2 separate regions of the Capsicum annuum genome follow, and region 1 is linked to region 2. Evidence: chromatin contacts called from public Hi-C data. All regions are on one chromosome and are shown on one strand. Each heading gives the region's core, a stretch centred on a gene start, on an enhancer-like site or on the middle of the called end of the contact. The rest is flanking DNA. Distances are from core to core; before and after follow the strand shown.

Region 1 (3,664 bases), core at 602-3,101, 260 kb before region 2:
CAAGGGGTTAAAAATAAACTGGTTAAAATGTTAAAATAAGCAAATATAAATTTTAATATTGTTTGGTCCAAGGCTTAGCATAAGGCCAAATACCACAGGTAAACACAATAAAATGCTAGGAGAGACTGACAAAAAGAACTCCTGCATCAACTACCCAAACTGCATCAACTACCCAAACTTGCACGTAATAGGTATTTCAATAACACGAAGAAAGAAAATGAATCTCCAACTGCCTAATTGAGATTAGAGAGGAGGTGCACCTTAGTTATCGTTTCATTGTTAATATTTTTCCAATAGAACAGGAAATTGCTAATTGCACTTAGAAACTCTAACAAAATTTTGGCAGACAACCTGTTATTATCTAGTTAACTTACAAGCAAGACCAAAACAACAAAGCATTAACTTGCAATGAAGAATCTCAATTTAAGGATTGAATGCCAAGTTGCTTACAGGACAAAGAGGAAGACCCGTAGCACTGAGATGGATAATGGTATTTATGTGAAGATCCATATTTACATTCCCCAAATTTCATGTAGTAGTGGCGTTTGGGCTGCTCGGGTCTATTTGGAAATGCAAATTCCTTCTGGATGTTGCTTGAAGCATCAGGAGAAGCAGTAAGAGACATACACGGTCCTGTGTAGGGAGGTGCTGAAGCAGATAGTTGCATAAACCCATAATCTGGACCTGCTCTAGCAGCAAATTGAGTAGTTTGGAAGGCCACTGGACTATCCAAAGTTTGTACATATAATTTAGGTATAATTACCCATATGTACAAGTCAAATTAACCGTTTTCCGGGACTATAGACCGATAATTTTTTATATGTAGATTAGCCAACATATATTCACAATGAAAAATATGAAATCAAATCTTTTTCTATGTTATTTTTTAACTTCTTTGTGCTGTAGAACCCTCTTCATTTTTTAAAATATGTATATATAATGTATCTTTTGGTATAACTGTGTTTAAACAATATATTCACACTATTTCTAGGGACTTTGAAGCCATAGAACGATTAGATCAAAGCACAAAGAACTCCATTGCTTTTTTATTGTACAACCTATTAAAGTTCCTCAAATTTGATATTCTTTTACGGGAACTTGCATATTTATATTGAATAAATATTATGGCAGAATGGTCTACTGGACTCTTGTATTTATTTGAATTTGTAAAGTGAACACCTCTACTTAGTCTTTAGTCATCTAAATCTTTTAACCTATCAAAACATAAGATTTTAAACCCCTAAAATAAATGATACGTCAAATTCACGTCAATAAATTAATGTCATGTCATAATTATTTTCATTAATTATTTTTAAAAATTATTAGTCTAACAACTAAGTTGTACAAACTCTTCATTTTTTATGCCACACCCATGTCAAATTCTTAAAAATACACTAATTTTGACAAATCCAACATGCACCCATTGACAATTTTGATGAGTCCGAGCAACATAGATCAACAATATTAAATAAAAAACAAACACCTTCCTCCACCTCTCCAAACACACAACCACTGACCCCTCCACCTCCACCTCCCCCAACCCACAACCACAGACACCACTATCCCCATCTCCCTCACACTATTTTTATTTTCTTTTGTTTTACACATAACAATTAGAACAACAACCAATACTCCATCTATTAACAATAGCAGAAAACACCTGCCTCCTATTTTATTTTATCTTCCCCATTTCACGTTAACACCGCCAGCCGTTGAATTAATGTCGCCACTCACCCTCTCATCCTCCTCTCCTCCCTTCTTCTCCCCCAACAACATCATGAATAATCTCCATTAAACCTTCAAATAACTAACTCAGTAACCTCCACCATTGATGCTTTCCTCCGTCGAGAAATCATGATTAATCGGTGACTAGCTCCATCCAAATTAACTGATCCGCCATTGATCCTTGACCAGTGAAACACCACAAGTAGCCACCTCACTGATTCTATTAGAACAATAATTCATTTATCGATTAAAAGTGTAGTACTCTAATTTAAGGAAAGAATCAAAACAATGAGTTTCTTGTTAGGGTCCACCGTCGAGGTTCTCCCTTAAACAATGTTCCTTTTAAGATATCAATTGAAGTGTTTTGAAAGAGGGAAATGGAGGGTGTGAGTAAAGGAACAAGGGTGGATGGAGCAAAGAAGAATGAAAGTTACATTTTTCTTTTTTTTTTTTCTTTTAAAAAGAAATTTTAATCAAGATTTTGTGTATACGTGCCCTATATGTATGAAATTGCTCATTTGTTCCAATTCACCCATTAAGTTACCACTTAAACTTGATCAACGGTCATGAGGGTTTAAAATCTTGAATTTTAATGGATTGACGGGTTCATATGACAAAGGGCTAAGTAGAGTGTCCACTTTATAAACTTGGACAAATACAAGGGTCCTATAGACCATTTTTCCTAAATAAATTAATTGATAACTTATTTGTATTGTTTTAAAAGCTACTACGCTAGACATGTAATTTATTGTCAAATAATAAAAGAGGTGAAAGAAAAGAAAAAGAAAGCACAAAATAGTTCTTCAAATTTCTCCACTGATTACAAATGAGTCAGTGAAAGAGACAAAAGGGGGTGAGACTCGAGGGTTCAAAAATAAACTGGTTAAAATGCTAAAATAAGATAATATGGGTAATAAATTAATAATTGGATCACTTTTGATTAACTAGATGACCGAAAGGTATCCGTGGGTAATTATTTCTATAATTTAACACTTTATAGATAAATAGTGCATTGCAAGAAAGTTCTATAATAACAGCGGCAAGAAACTCTTATAATATACATACCGAAGAAGGTGTTCAATCCGACATGGGAACCATTTTAGGAGGGAAAAGAATAAGACCATATGTGCAGGATGATAGGAACCTGAAAGCAGAGTAAGCCTTACAATTGGTCAGTTGCCAACAACCATTCCATATTGTTCAATTGAATGAACAAAAGAAGATTGTAGTGAAGGATAAGTGGCTATTGGGGGAATAGCCGCTGGCAAAGGAAAAGGTTCCTTATGAGAAATGGAAGAGATCCAGCTACTGATGGCACTTGCACACCAGCTGGCAGTGGATGATGAAATTTACAGGTGATGCCATATTTACACTGCTCCATTTTTATATAGTACGAACATTTTCTTTCATTCTGTAAAACGAACACAAATGAGTCAAATCGGAAAAATAATTTAATGGTAAAACTTTTTAGAGAGGAAAAGGAATGAAAACGCAAACGAATGGAGAAAAGAAGGCAGACCGGTCGCAACGGGTAACCATGAATATTATGTATCACTAGGCTTGGAGATCCCTCTCCCTGTCTTGGATGGTGATATTTGCTGGAAGCGGGAAGTTTACACATCCCCGTCTTCATATAGTACTGTAAATCATAACTAGCATTGTGACAGTAGTGAACAGTATATACTCATACATGAAAGTTTTGCAAGAATTCTAGAAGCATGACAAATAGCCATCTAACTTTACTGTAAGTTTGACTAGTTTCTACGTTAACTACATGGTCCAGCAATTGATTCATCTTTTGATTTCCTTCTCTATTCTAAATAGTTGTTTCTTACCGAGGCATAGTGATTTTTAATAGAGTGAATTTTGTGCTTTAATAATAACTGTGCTCAAACTGGAAGATCATTTTTTTCGGTTCTTTCTATTGTTCTTAGGGTGC
Region 2 (3,470 bases), core at 486-2,985:
GAAAAAAATATGTGCATATGTCCGAGCGAGAGCATTGAGGAGAGGTGATTAGATAGAACATGAACTCAAATAGGAAAATGTGGAAGATGCATATTAAAGTAGAAAGTTACTAGAAAGTGAAGTGTTGTTATGCTTTTCAAGGGTTTAGGCTTGTTCGTGTTTGTCTTTATACTAGTCATGTTGTTTATTATATTTCAATTATCACATTATTTTGTTGTTCTGCTTCTTTCTTGCTTCCCTTGTTAGTTGTTATGCTTTCTCCACCATTTTCTTCCTTTACTTTAATTTACTGCACTTAAACCGAGGGTCTTTTAGAAGCAACCTCTCTACCTCCACAAGGTAATGGTAAGGTCTGCACACATTCAACTCACCCCTCCCCAAAACCCTCTCGTGAAATTTCACTGGCTTCTTGTTGTAGTACTGGTAAACATGCATTACACAGCTAGAAAGACGAAGGAAGAACTTTTTAAAAAAAATGTTTCCCTCTCTCTGTGTTTTTGAGCGAGTGTACGATGCTAAGATTTACCGATCAGATTCATGAATAATAAGAAACAATGCCTCTTGAAAAAATTATGAATAGTAACTGTCTAGACAAATAATAAATGTAACAACATGATCATATGCCAAGGAAAGATGCAGTACAATGAGTACAAATAGAAAAGAAAGAGATAAAGAGAGGAAGTTAAGTCTTTACCTTTTTTGGGAGTTCTTTGTTTGGTAGCTTACAGGAATAATAAGCTAAGGAAATATACGAAGGGTGTTTTTAGCACGGAAATATTCTTCCGAAAACTAAATTTTTTCTCATTTATTTTCTAGTGTTTAATGGTAAAGCAAACAAATATTGTTCTTCCAATAGCATTTACATGTACTCCAAGAAACACCGAGGATGCAGGCTTAGGGTGGAGGGCCTGGTGGGTTTGGCGTGGAAAGGAGACAGCAAATTTGAAATGTCAATTATCACTGCCATAATCACCAACCATGTGGTTCCAAACTGGACTACCTACATCAATCCTCACAAAGTATTCTCCACTTCCTTTTCCATACCCGAAACCACAACAACAACAGCATCAATAACATAGCCAATGAAATCCCCCAGGCATACCCGAAACCACAGCCAACAAAAGTTGCCTCTGCCTGGTACACACCTTCAACGCCAGTGATTCTGTGAATGACTAGACACTCTGCTTACATACCTTTTCAAGCAAGCTTCAACAGATTTTTGGCGGAGACAGGCAGATAATCTCCTCTGATTGGCATTTCAATCCTTGTAAATTAATCACCACTTCTATGCTACCAAACCAGTCAGGTACAAGCCAGTTGAAACAAAATATAAATGGTTCAAGAAATGGCAACTGTATATATAGCAGAAAAGCACACATACTGCAAACGTTGCTTCCTAAAAAGTAAAATATAATAAAGTGTATCCCTGACTATCTATGTAGTGGTTATATGAACTCCAGCGGGATTATAAATAACAAATTGTTATGAATATCTGCATTAGAAATGTAGTTACAGCTTAGGAGTTGGGGCAAGCCTGGTGGACTTGCTTTTTGTCGGACTAACAAATTATAAACCAAGTATCTTTCATTTCTCTACCAGTCAGATGGCATCCTGGAAATTTCAATGCCCTTGAGTCAATGATTGCCAGGGCAAGGAGATAGAGCATCAAATGTCGTTCTGAATAAAACACCAGATGATGGGATCACGAAAAAAATAATCTTCCCTTCCACTTTGAGGTCCCAACCAGCCACAGCTAACCTCCTCATCTTTGTACTCATTTCTAATCTCATTTTCTCCTCTTTCCCTGGAGAAAGGAAAGAATGATGGTTATACACAAATATACAACATACCAATGTATTCCCACAAAGTGGGGTCTGGGGAGGGTAAAGTGTAAGCAGTCCATACCACTACCTCAGATGAAGTAGAGTGTGTAAGTACTTACTGGTTATACACAAATACGGAACCCATAAACAGTACTTTAACCGAAAGAAGAATAAATTAAAAGAAATACTTACTGAGCTGAAAATGATGGTTATACACAGATATGGAACTCACAAATATGGAACTCATAAACAGTATTGTAACCAGAGGAAGAATAAATTAAAAGAAATACGTACTGAGCTGACATAGTCATCCATTGACAATTGCTTCCGCTTCTTCAGAGCAGAAGGGCTTTCAGCAGCCTGTCTTGCCAAAGTGCGGTTTGATGGGGTCATGTTCTGTCGAAATAGAAAAATTAGCATCAATCCTATTTACCTCCAAGAAATGAGTCAAGAGGCTGCTATTTAACCTTCGCAAGCTTCTTTTCTTTGCGTGCCTGCCTCTCCCTCTCGTCAAATTCTTGATTTTCCCTTTCAATCAACCGAATAAGTGCATCGCATCTTCTGGCAAGTTCTTGAGTGGTACGAGACTTCACAAACCAATCAAAACGGAACAAGGGTGATGTGCGAAATGCAGCCTTCAGCTCATCCCAGTTTCCATAGCCAAGCTTGTGAACCATACATATCTATAAAAATAACCACAATAATCATTTTACCTGATGGTGGGTTAAATTCTAAAAGTCAACCTTTGAATTTCAGTCAACTCACCATGAAACGATCACACTCCTCGTTATACAGCTTTCCTTTGTTCTGACCATACTGGATTTTCAATTCCAACCATGGATTTTTGTATCGATCCAGCTTCTTACCAATTGCTTTCATAATCTCATCTCTTCGCGAAATTCTAGCCTCTCCTCTTTCAATGTTCTTAATAATCCTATCATAATCTGCAAGTTTTTAATCCATTAAACTAAACAAAAATCCTCCAAATGCTACATGCTCTACATGCATACAAATATTAACCCATAAATAATTATAATTATTTGTAAAAGCCTAGCTCTGCCTGTATACCAACTATCAAGAAATTTTTAGCCGGTTTTCTAATCCTAGTTCTACATCATCAATTAGCAGGGTATATTTGTAAAGCCTGCTCTATCTAAACTAAAGAAAATAAATATTAGAAACAAAACTTTTTAATACACTCCCATCGCAAGACCAACCTGTGGCCTGTACTCTTAATTGTCCCAAACAGTGTTCACTTTCTTAAAAGGAAAAGTAATTGTTTAATAAAATGATAGAACAAAAAATATTGCACAAGACCCACTTTATGCAATGCAAGCTCTCCTTTGCAATGGTGTTTGGATTGGATAGTTTTTCAAAAATCAAAACCAGACAAAAATTACTTGGTTTCAAAATCAATTTTTGGATTTCGGGAACCAAAGATAACAAAAGAACATGTTATGAAAGAACCTTTTCTTCCCCCATTGCATTGCTGATCAACAATATCACTTCAACCCTCCTAAAAATTTCATCCAGTTTTCCCACCCTTTCAATATGACCATAATACTTCTCTTCCATTCACATCATAAGCTATTGTTCAAGGTGTATAATAAGCCATCTACCTATTTGTTAGTTCTAGTTTTTATATTA

What was found. Hi-C and Micro-C count contacts between places; a contact is called where the count stands out from the background.
Region 1: a Hi-C map of bud shows a contact between it and region 2, with 2.3 times the contacts expected there. The contact joins two enhancer-like sites. A contact is called at or near these places in 2 of 5 Hi-C or Micro-C datasets (bud and placenta).

The regions. Positions count from the first base shown.
Region 1 is chr6:164,884,623-164,888,286 of UCD10Xv1.1, reverse strand. No RefSeq gene overlaps it. Among protein-coding and RNA genes, the nearest start is that of LOC107874939, 21 kb to the left of the region's middle. Within about 2 kb of position 1,851, at least 4 of the 5 cell types and tissues checked have an H3K27ac peak or open chromatin away from gene starts, as enhancers often do. A contact at or near this core is called in bud, where this site is marked.
Region 2 is chr6:164,622,841-164,626,310 of UCD10Xv1.1, reverse strand. It overlaps LOC107874123 (ISWI chromatin-remodeling complex ATPase CHR11), which reads right to left. Exons shown (of 25, transcript XM_047414941.1): 22 at 2,589-2,767; 23 at 2,291-2,506; 24 at 2,118-2,219; 25 at 1,331-1,804. The coding sequence ends at 1,787. Among protein-coding and RNA genes, the nearest start is that of LOC107874123, 10 kb to the right of the region's middle. Within about 2 kb of position 1,735, at least 3 of the 5 cell types and tissues checked have an H3K27ac peak or open chromatin away from gene starts, as enhancers often do. A contact at or near this core is called in bud, where this site is marked.